Linked DNA regions of Sus scrofa: region 2 is linked to region 1. A link is a contact called in public HiChIP or PLAC-seq data. All regions are on one chromosome and are shown on one strand. Each heading gives the region's core, a stretch centred on a gene start, on an enhancer-like site or on the middle of the called end of the contact. The rest is flanking DNA. Distances are from core to core; before and after follow the strand shown.

Region 1 (5,394 bases), core at 1,374-3,873:
TCTGTGAGTTTGTTTCTGTTCTGCAAACAAGTTCATTTGTATCCTTTTTAATAGATTCCACTTGAATGTGATATCATATGTTTATCTTTCACTGTATAACTTCACTTACAAAGATAATTTCTAGGTCCATCCATGTTGCTGCAAATGGTATTATTTTATTCTTTTCTATGGCTGAGGAATATTCCATTGTATATATGTGCCACATCTGTATCCATTCCTCTGTGGATGGACATGTAGGTTGTTTCCATATCTTGACTGTTGTAAATAGTGCTGCAATGAATATTGGGGTGCATGTATCTTTTCAAATTATGCATGTATCTTTTCAAACTATTGTTGGTACAGCCCCTGAGTATAGGGGGAAGTTATCTTCTGTCCTTTGTCCGCTTTTAACACTACAAATTTTTTAAAATGATTTTTAATTTTTATTTATTTATTTTGTTTTTTAGGGGTGCACCTGCAGCATATGGAGGTTCCCAGGCTAGAGGTCCAATCGGAGCTACAGCTGCCAGCCTATGCCACAGCCACAGCAATGCAAGATCCCAGCCAAGTCTGCGACCTACACCACAGCTCAAAGCCATATTCTAAACCCACTGAGTGAGGTCAGGGATCGAACCTGCAACCTCATGGTTTCCAGTCGGATTCGTTTCTGCTGTGCCATGATGGGAACTCCTATGGCTACAAATTTAAAAAATATCCCTGTGGCCTTGGGTCTGAGCGCAGGACCCCGCCTTCCAGAAAGCTGGAACTGCAGGCGGGGAACATGTCAGATTCAGAGCTGGGCAGGAAGTGGGACTGGTGCATGGTGGATGTAGTCCTGAAGATAGGAGCAGGAGCAGTGACACCCTCCTGAGAACATCCAGGTGAGAAACAGAAATCACTGTTTATTTCTCAGGAATACTGAAGTACTCTAGAGTAAGCTGACATTCTTTTGTAGCAATGTTATCAGTAATGTTTTCAACTCCAGCACACCCTTTATGTATTTGAAACCAAGTCTGTTTCTTTCTTTCTTTTTTTTTTTTTTTTTTTTTTTTGTCTTTTTGCCATTTCTAGGGCTGCTCCCACAGCATATGGAGATTCCCAGGCTAGGAGTCTAATTGGAGCTGTAGCCGCAGGCCTACACCAGAGCCACAGCAACGCAGGATCCCAGCCATGTGTCTGCAACCTACACCACAGCTCACGGCAACGCCAGACTTTAACCCACTGAGCAAGGCCAGGGATTGAGTCTGCAACCTCATGGTTCTTTATCAGATTCGTTAACCACTGAGCCACGATGGGAACTCCCCAAGTCTGTTTCTTTTGTATTTTCTCTCTGGAAATTGCAAGGAAGTGGTCTTAAAAGAAATAAATTAAATAAAAATAGGCACCCCCCCCCAAATCCTCGTAACTTTGTTTTTACAAACCAAAATTTTACCTATTCCTACTCCTAATATCCAGGAGGATTGTCCCAGCTCACCTTGAAAAGGAAGTAGACTATCAGAGAAAGAGGTATATTCTTTCTGTGACATATTTTGCAAATATATGGTCATATATATATTTGCAAATATGTTATAGGAGATGACCATTTTAACCCAGATATTCATATACCAGGATTTAGTGGATGAAGCTGAAAATCCTTCTTGGAATAGCTACAAGTGAAGGCAACGTTAATAGTCTCCACTAGCACAAAATACCCAATATTCACCACCAATTCTGTAGATATTACAAAAATCTCATTATCACAAAAAAAAAATCTGTGGGGGGACTAAAGCCCTGCCCTGATCTCATTGGCTAGGTAAAGTTATTTTCATCATTTCCATTTTACTTCAGATGAAAAAGTAGAGTCCCTACTTAGTCATAACCAGTTGCTGGTGGAAGAAAAATTGAGGCCTAGCCCAGTCTGGAGTGAAACTTGTGATTCTGGACCATTCTTCTCGGAATCAGCAACTACTCTATTCAAATTTGTGCTTGTTATAACTTTTAAACAGTTTGCTCTAATTCGAAGACATGATTCTTTTAGATCTAATATAAAAGAACTGCTATTATCCAACTTGAGCGCTTACTGGATCACCTAGAGTCGTGTGAGTGCTTTTCAAAACTTAAGATTGCCCCAAATTTTTGACTGGATCTGAGGTGTGGCCAGCGTTCTGTGGACCAATCCGTATTAATTCGCAAGGCATGAAACGGTACGCGGCCGACCTGCCCCGAGGGAGTAACTGTTGGCCGTAGCTGTATCACCAAGGTTCGATGCCGGTAGCCTCGATCTGCCACCATCAACCCCTCTGACGTCCAAGAAGGGGCGAGGTGATGCTCCCAGAGCAGCATAGTCTCGCTCCAGGGATAGGGCTTGGGAACTGCTTCTTAGCCTGTTCCGCAACCCCTGTGGTCGCCAAGACAACCACAAGGTCAACGCGTTAAGATCAAAGTAAATGTGTAAGCAATGCCTGCGCTGAAGCTGGCAAAGGTCTAATCAGTGATTTGCATGTTTAAATAAAAAAAACGAGACTTAAAAAACAGGAAGCCCCCTGCCCCCCGCCGCCTCTAGGCGGATTCGCGTCCGGGGTAAAAGCGAGGGGCGGTACTTCCGGGTCAGGTGGGCTGGCCGCCTTGACCTTCCTCGCCGCTCGGCCATTTTGTCCCAGTCAGTTCCAAGGCTGCGGCTGCAGAGGAGTCACCTGCGGAGGAGCTGCAAAGATGCTGTCAGTGCGCGTCGCTGCGGCTGTGGCCCGCGCCCTCCCTCGGCGGGCCGGGCTGGTGAGCGTCTGGGGCCAGCAGAAGGGAGGGGGGCCAGCTGCAGCGGGTGGTGGTGCGCGGGCTCGGGCGATCCTTTCTATGCGGAGGGTGAGGGGCTGTGGCGGACGGCGCCATCTTGCCCAGCTGGCTCTTCGGGTTGGTATAGGCGGGCGGCCGAGGGGCCCTCGTGCTCGCCCCGCGCGGGAGGGGGCAGAGTGTTGCAGGGGAAACAGTGACCTCCGTGCTGTGCTGTCCAGAGATGGCTCTTCAGGAGGATTGCCGTCTTCGTCTGAGAGCTTCTCGAGAGGAGCTTTGAATGAAGGTCAGGCCTGGGGCGCTAGCTCTCCGAGGCCTGCTCCTAAACGGCGGGGCTCGACCCGGGTAATTCTCCCAGACCTATTCGCGAAGGTCAGAGTACAGTTGTCAGCCCTGGTTGAAACGAGCTAAGGGGAACCTGACATTGTATGAAGGTCAGCAGGCCCCGGCATTTCGCCTCTGCCCCGTGCCCCGAGTCCGCTAGAAGAAAGCAGTAAATGTAGGTGGTTTTCTGAATATTTCAATAGGCGATCCCTTAGTGCTGTGTGCAGAAACCATTGTGAAAGCAAGGCAATGTTGCAAATATGCATTTCACGTTGCCGGTAGCTTGACAGCAGTGGAGCTGGTGGTGGAATTGTCTCGACTGACAGGAAGCTCTTCTTTTGTGGTGCTTTGCCATACTTTAAGATTTCGTCCTTGAAGATTCATTAGTAGTTGAGAACTCAAATTAAATAGCATAGAAACATAAGTTGGAAAATCGCTGTGAAAGGTCAGTGTCCTTCATGACTTCTATCCCATGAAGTTAAGGGCATAACCTTTAAAGCACTATGTAAACGCTAAGTATATTTTTTCATTTTAGGAGTAATCTCAGGAAGATGAAATAAATATATTGACCGTTTGAGTCCCCTAACACAACGACTGGTAGCATCTTGGATTTCTTTTAGAAAGAAAAAAGCATTTTTTAACGCTTTTCATCCAGGCCCTGTAGAAGGCAGTGTCTGCAGATTTGACATTGACCAACCGCTGCACTGCAACTTAAAGGAGAAGGAGGGTCCAGATTGGCGCAGGCTTTGTTGAAGGCAGATTTTTTTTTTTCTCTTAAAGCACACATGCTGTATCTCTTAGTTTCTGATCAAACTCTAATATTTAAAAGTTTTTTTTTTTTTGGAAGGTTAGTATAAGGAAATCTGTTGAGATGTGCCGTTTTTAGAAAGCAGCTTATCAAATTGAGAATTTCTACAACTCAATTGAAATTATGATATCTGGTCCTTTAAAAATAATGACAGCTGATCTTTTAAAAGGAATGGTACGTCCTTAGTTGTTATATTTTTTTAAAAATAAGTTTTTTTGGTAGCATACTTACAGTGTACTAGGAACCGGATAATAAATTTTCACATATATCAGAAGTTGCTTTCTCTTCTGTGGGATTAATATTTATAGCGATAATTTGATCAAACCAAGGCTGCTTTTAAGCTTGCTAGTTTATAAAAGCTTTTTTTTTTTTTTTTTGGTCTTTTTTTTGCTATTTCTTTGGCCGCTCCTGCGACATATGGAGGTTCCCAGGCTAGGGGCTGAATCAGAGCTGCAGCCACTGGCCTATGCCAGAGCCACAGCAACGCTGGATCCGAGCCGCGTCTGCAGCCTACACCACAGCTCACGGCAATGCCGGATCCTTAACCCACTGAGCAAGGCCAGGGATTGAACCCGCAACCTCATGGTTCCTAGTCGGAATCGTTAACCACCGCGCCACGATGGGAACTCCTATAAAAGCTTTTTTTAAAATCAGGTTTTTAAAACTATTCTTCCACTAGGTCTCCAAAAATGCTTTGGGATCGTCCTTTGTTGCTGCAAGAAACCTCCATGCCTCTAACACTCGTCTTCAGAAGACTGGTAAGTCATTTCTGTGTCTGCAGCACACTTACTACCTTGTCATTAAATGAAAAATTAAGTTACATAGGTTGCATAACTGTTGTGAGTGTTTTGTGGTTTTCTTTTCATTAGTTAATTTTTCCCCTAAATAGTTACTATGGAATGTTAACCCATAATGTGCCGTTTAGCCCTCTTTTGGTATGTTCTCTTGTTCTAATGAAAATAACTATAATTATGCATTTTTCTTTTGATGTTACAGGTTATTTTTTTCTATTTATTTATTTATTTTGCTTTGTAGGGCCACACCCAAGGCATATGGAAATTCCCAGGTTGGGGGTCTAATTTGAGCTACAGCTGCCAGTCTGTGCCACAGTCACAGCAATGCCAGATCTGAGCCTTGTCTTCAACCTACACCACAGCTCACGGCAGCGCTGAATCCTTAACCCACTGAGCGAGGCCAGGGATCGAGCTCGCAACCTCATGGTTCCTAGTTAGATTCGTTTTTGCTGCGCCATGATGGGAACTCCCTATTTATTTTTTTAATTTTAATTTTTTACATTGGATTATAGTTGATTTACAGTGTTGTGGGTTCTTTTTTCTAACAACGAATGCCTCTTGGGTGGAAACAAAGTATATATCAGATGGACGGCTTTCTGTCTTTCTGTCTGTCTGTCTGTCTGTCTTTAGGGCCTCACCTACCACATATGGAGTTTCCCAGGCTAGAGGTCACATTGGAGCTGTAGCCGCTGGCCTATACCACAGCCATAGGAATGCCAGATC
Region 2 (5,394 bases), core at 1,065-3,564, 92 kb after region 1:
ATAAGTTGCTTATATATTCTAGAGATTAAGCCCTTGTCGGTTGCATCATTTGAAACTATTTTTTCCCATTCTGTAAGTTGTCTTTTTGGTTCCTTTTTGGTTTCCTTTGCTGTGCAAAAGCTTTTCAGTTTGATTAGGTCCCATGGGTTTATTTTTGCTCTTATTTCTATTGCTTTGGGAGACTGACCTGAGAAAATATTCATGATGTTGATGTCAGAGAGTGTTTTGCCTTATATAGTTTACTTCTTTGTTTTAAATTTGAAGAATTGTTTTCCTTTCCTGCTCTATTTAGTTTCACTTTTTGAATATGTAAAACATTGCCCTATTCAAAGGTCAGAATCCCTAGTCTTTGGTAAGTTTGACTGTCATTCAGGGAGCGTTTAAATAATTTCAAGGAGTATTGCAAGGTAGTTGATCCAAAAACTTGTTTATTTGTAAAAGAATAAGCCATCTTGGAAGATATCAAGAAAATTTTAGTTGATGTGATAGAAAATGCCATGTTCTCTCACATTGTACATCTTGGAAATTATATTTAGTAGAATGAATCGGATCCAAATTGATTTTTTTACTGAATAAAGTTTTATTTTTCAAAATGTACATGGTGGGGCCTGTTTATTCATCTTTACTGGCAGTTGGGGTGGTGTTTTCAAACCAGTTTAATGACCTGGACTCTGTAAGGAGATTCCCTATTATATGCTTATAACCCCAGCTAAGGAGCTCTTGAGGGCTCCCTGGCCAGGGACCCATGAATCTTCAGTCCCTCAGACATGACAGCTGGGATTATAAGCATATGGTAGGGAATTTCCTTATAGAGTGTCATATATTGCTTTGTTAAACACGACTAGGTTATTGAGCTGGTCCTGATCTCTGCCTTTGAGTTGGATTCGTTTCTGCTGCACCTCAATGGGAACTCCAGTTTTCCTTCTAAGAGTTTACCTCAGAGAGGAAGATCCCAGGAGCTCAGACCTGGGGACTGTGTTTCCAAAATTGAAGTGAAAGGCCATATAGGTACTTCTGTTTTTGTTATCTCCAGGATGATCTTTGGGAAGGTGCCTTAGGTGACAGTGCACAACTTTACCTTTCCAGGGACTAGGTCGGATTTTTGCACCTCATCAACTGCTCAGTCAGAGACTTGGGCTTCTGATGGGCCCTTTAGGTTTTAAAGTTAAAGTGCTGGTAGAACATTTTCTTTTTCCACAGTTAAGGAGAACACCAGAGAGAAGAGGGCATGGACATTGCAAGAACACTGTCCCCAAAGTTCAAAATCGATCCTCAGATTGGCATCATGTTCTGAACAGGGGAAACAGCAATGCAGTGATATCTCAGAACAGCAAAGCTCATGACAAACTAAAGGGAGTTGGAAGCTGCTTTTTTTTTTTTCTTTCTTTGCAGCCCCACCAGTGGCATATGGGAGTTCCCAGGCAAGGGGTCAAATCAGAGCTACAGCTGCCACGGCCACAGCTACACCGGATCTGAGCTGCATCTGCAAACTACACTGCAGCTTGTAGCAACACCAGATCCTTGGCCGCTAAGAAAGGCCAGGAATTGAACCTGTATCCTCACAGAGACTATGTCTGGTCCTTAGCTGGCTGGGCCACAATGGGAATTCCTGGGCTGCTCTTGGTCGCCCAGCCACTTAGGGTGGGAGAAAAAATTTAGACCCTGAACAGACGATCTCTAAGTCACTTTCCAGCTCCTCAGCTCTCTGTAGGAAGGCCCTTCAGTCATATCTGTGGCCCGACCTCCTTTCCTGCTAAGTCCAGTTGTGAGCCTGCTCTCCGGGTGCTCATTCATCCTTCTGCATCACTCATGCATTTGTTTGGATATGGACACTTTCGTAGCACCTTGCGTTCCTTGAAAAATGGTATCATTAAGATGGGTAAAGTGAATGGAGAATTTGCAGGAAAGTTTTTCTGCTTGATGTGCTTGTAATAATTGGGAATGTTTATGTGGGAAAAGGCAGGGAACATAAGAACCTTTCGCTTGGGGATAAAAAAGAAAGGAGTGGGCAAAATGCAATATAAAAGAAGGGGCCAGCTGGAAGATGCAAGGGTTTTTAGTTTGCGCAATAGCAGAACTTGTCACATCCTTTATTTACACAGAATATGACCCATGATCCTGCGCTATTGTGACCAGGGGCTGGGGGATCATGATTTCACTACATCTCATTGCTTCTTGAGTGACAGGAGTGAGCCCAGTGAGATCTGCTTCCATGAAGGTGGTGATGCACAAAAAAATCCCCAGGGCCACTTCACCTCAGAAGGAGGCTTACTTAAGGATGAGTAGGGTTGAGGAGAATGAAAACCACGGGCAAGGGGGAGCTATAAGGAAGGAGGAGCCATGAGTTATGAGAGAGAGGATGGGTGAGATTGAGAAAGGATCTTCTCCACAGAAACTGTGAGAAAAGGAATGTGTCATGTTTAAAGCTGTCAAACTTGTGGTAGTTTGTTCTTCAGTGATAGATGCTAAATCAGTGTGTTTAATGTCTACCTCCTCCACTAAGACTCTCCAATCTGGGAGTTCCCATTGTAGCGCAGTGGAAATGAATCCGACTAGGAACCATTAGGTTGCCGGTTTGATTCCTGGCCTTTCTCAGTGGGTTAAGGATCCAGAATTGCTGTGAACTGTGGTGTAGGATACAGAAGAGGCTTGGATCTGGCATTGCTGAGTCTATGGCATAGGCTGGTGGCTACAGCTCTGATTCGCCCCCTGGCCTGGTAACCTCCATATGCTGCGGGTGCATCCCTCAAAAGACAAAAGACCAAAAATAAATAAATAAATAAATAAATAAATAAATAAAAAAGACTCTCCAGTCTGTCTTGCACCACCAAATCATCAATATGTGACACAGTGCCTGGCCAATACTTTATGTGCAATAAGTATGTGATGATTGATGAATGGATGAAAAAGGAGGTGACCAGGAGCCAGAGTTTGAATCCTCCCTTTATTTGCTTGTATCCATATTTCTAATTACCATTCTTTAAAAAATGACTAGTATTCTAATGAGAAAGGGACCGCAACTCCTATATTATCATTGGGGGAAATGAAACACAAAGAATTTGGGTATCTGGCTCCACCCAGGTGGACAGGGAAACATTTATGATTCTTGTGCTTGGACTGAGAGAGTAACAAAGAGGACACTGAGGAATTCCCGTCGTGGCGCAGTGGTTAACGAATCCAACTAGGAGCCATGAGGTTGCGGGTTCGATCTCTGGCCTTGCTCAGTGGGTTGACGATGATGTTGCCATGAGCTGTGGTGTAGGTCAGAGATGTGGCTCGGATATGGAGTTGCTGTGGCTGTGGTATAGGCCGGCAGCTACAGCTCTGATTAGACCCCTAGCCTGGGAACCTCCATATACCGAAGGAGCAGCCCCTAGAAAAAAGGCAAAAAGACAAAAAAAAAAAAAAAAAGAGGAAACTGAAGACGCCCGATCTTTTGCTGTCTTCTCAGGCTCATGGGCAAAGATTAGACCATAGGCTCTGGGAGAGAGAAGATGTGGGTAGAGAGAAGCATGAGATTTAGAGATGGAAAGAACCTTGGAATCGTCTCATGAGAAATAGGATCGAATTATACCAAGATTGTATAGACAATTTCCAGAACTGAAATTATATATGTGCTTGTTTTTTAGCACCCTGAAGCGGGCCCTTGAAGTCTTCAAGCAACGTAAGTGATTCTTTAAAAATATATTTATTGTCCTTGGCAAGCTCTCTGTGTGTGTGTGTGCGTCTGTCATTAATTCGAACAGCAATCTTGGAGTTCGTGTCATGGTGCAGCAGAAACGAATCCAACTAGGAACCATGAGGTTGTGGGTTTGATCCCTGCCTTTGCTCAGTGGGTTAAGGACCTGGTGTTGCTGTGAGCTGTGATGTAGGTTGCAGACTCGGCTCAGATCTGGCGTCGCTGTGGCTGTGGTGTAGGCTGGCAGCTATAGCTCTGATTTGACCCCTGGCCTGGAAGCCTCCATATGCTGTGGATGCAGCCCTAAAAAGACCAAAAAAAAAAAAAAAAATTGAACAGCAATCTCATAATGGATGAAAAAAAAAAAAATGAGAGCAGCTCCTAAGGTGAAGGCTAGCTTTGCAGAATTGAAATGGGCTGGAGAACCATTCCCATTTGCACATCATCATGAGCATTTGACTTACTTGGGGCAGTGCTTCTCAGACTGGAAATCCAGGGAGAGGCCCTGGCATTGGTCTTCAAGGGGTCCTGTCCAGTTCCAGTGTTCTCCAAGCTGGTGCCTTTAAGCCATTCTGTTCTTGGTGCTTCCAAGCTAAGGACTTTATGTGGCACAGTATGTGCTTGAAGTGTTTCTGTAGCTAGTTGAATGGTTCTGGACATCGTTCTGTTTCAGTTCTTACTGATCTGCCTCAATTTGGTTTATTCTACCAAATGCCACATTTCTTCTGGAAAGGTTGTACTGATTTCTTCCCCACCAGCAGTACTTTTTCCCCACACTTGAAAGTACCAAGAATTTTTGCACTTTAAAAATTTTGCCAAACTGAAAGGTAAAATGTGATACATTTCTGGGATTTATTTAAAGTGTCTTTTTTTTTTTTTTTTTAAGGGCTGCACTGGTGGCAGATGGAGGTTCCCAGGCTAGGGGTCCAATTGGAGCTGTAGCTGCTGGCTTACGCCAGAGCCACAGCAGTGCGGGATCTGACCTGTGTCTGAGACCTACACCACAGCTCATGGCAACACCAGATCCTTAACCCACTGAGTGAGGCCAGGGATCGTACCCATGTCCTCATGGATGCTAGTCGGGTTCGTTAGCCTCTGAGCTGTGACGGAAACTCCCATTTCTGTGTTTTAAAGTTTTGGTTTTTTTCAATCGTTTTAAGGTTGAACACTTTTTCAAATGTTTAGTGGCAATTTAGACAATTTAAAAAAATTTCATGTTCTGTAACCAATTTTAAAATACTAAATATGCATTTCTTTTGATTTCTGAAAGCTCTTTTAATACAGCTATTTGCTCTTGGTTACATAAATTGCAAATATTTTTTTTCTAGTTTCTCATGTGTCTTGTAACATTATTCAAAGTTATTTTGACAAACACAAGTTGGAAATTTTTTCTTAGGTCAGCTCACTCAGTCTTTCTAGCTATAACATCATCCTTATTTGTTTTCTTAGAAAAAGAACAATAAAAATTTCAGTTTTTCTAGTAGAAAAGTAAGCCATGATCATTGCAGAGATCTTAAAAAATAAGAGGAAAAATACCAATAAGCTTTCTATTCAGAGATAAAAATTTTTTCTTTTTTCTTTTCAGGGCTGCCCTCTAGGCATATGGAGGTTCCCAGGCTAGGGGTCTAATCGGAGCTACAGCTGCTGGCCTACACCACAGCCACAGCAAGGCCAGATCTGAGCTGCGTCTGAGACCTACACCACAGCTCATGGCA

Evidence for each region. HiChIP or PLAC-seq counts read pairs in DNA pulled down with a chosen protein or histone mark.
Region 2: an H3K27ac HiChIP or PLAC-seq map of alveolar macrophages shows a contact between it and region 1. The contact joins the enhancer-like site here to the promoter of ATP5A1 in region 1. A contact is called at or near these places in 9 of 47 Hi-C or Micro-C datasets (embryonic fibroblasts, epiblast stem cells, fetal liver and 6 more) and 1 of 2 datasets of contacts at active chromatin or transcription factors (alveolar macrophages).

What each region holds. Positions count from the first base shown.
Region 1 is chr1:95,748,064-95,753,457 of Sscrofa11.1, reverse strand. ATP5A1 (ATP synthase, H+ transporting, mitochondrial F1 complex, alpha subunit 1, cardiac muscle) reads left to right here and starts at 2,623. Exons shown (of 12, transcript NM_001185142.1): 1 at 2,623-2,730; 2 at 4,557-4,635. The coding sequence starts at 2,671.
Region 2 is chr1:95,656,096-95,661,489 of Sscrofa11.1, reverse strand. It overlaps PSTPIP2 (proline-serine-threonine phosphatase-interacting protein 2), which reads left to right. Exons shown (of 14, transcript XM_021092533.1): 4 at 3,630-3,664. Among named protein-coding and RNA genes, the nearest start is that of EPG5, 42 kb to the right of the region's middle. Within about 2 kb of position 2,314, at least 1 of the 83 cell types and tissues checked has an H3K27ac peak or open chromatin away from gene starts, as enhancers often do. A contact at or near this core is called in alveolar macrophages, where this site is marked.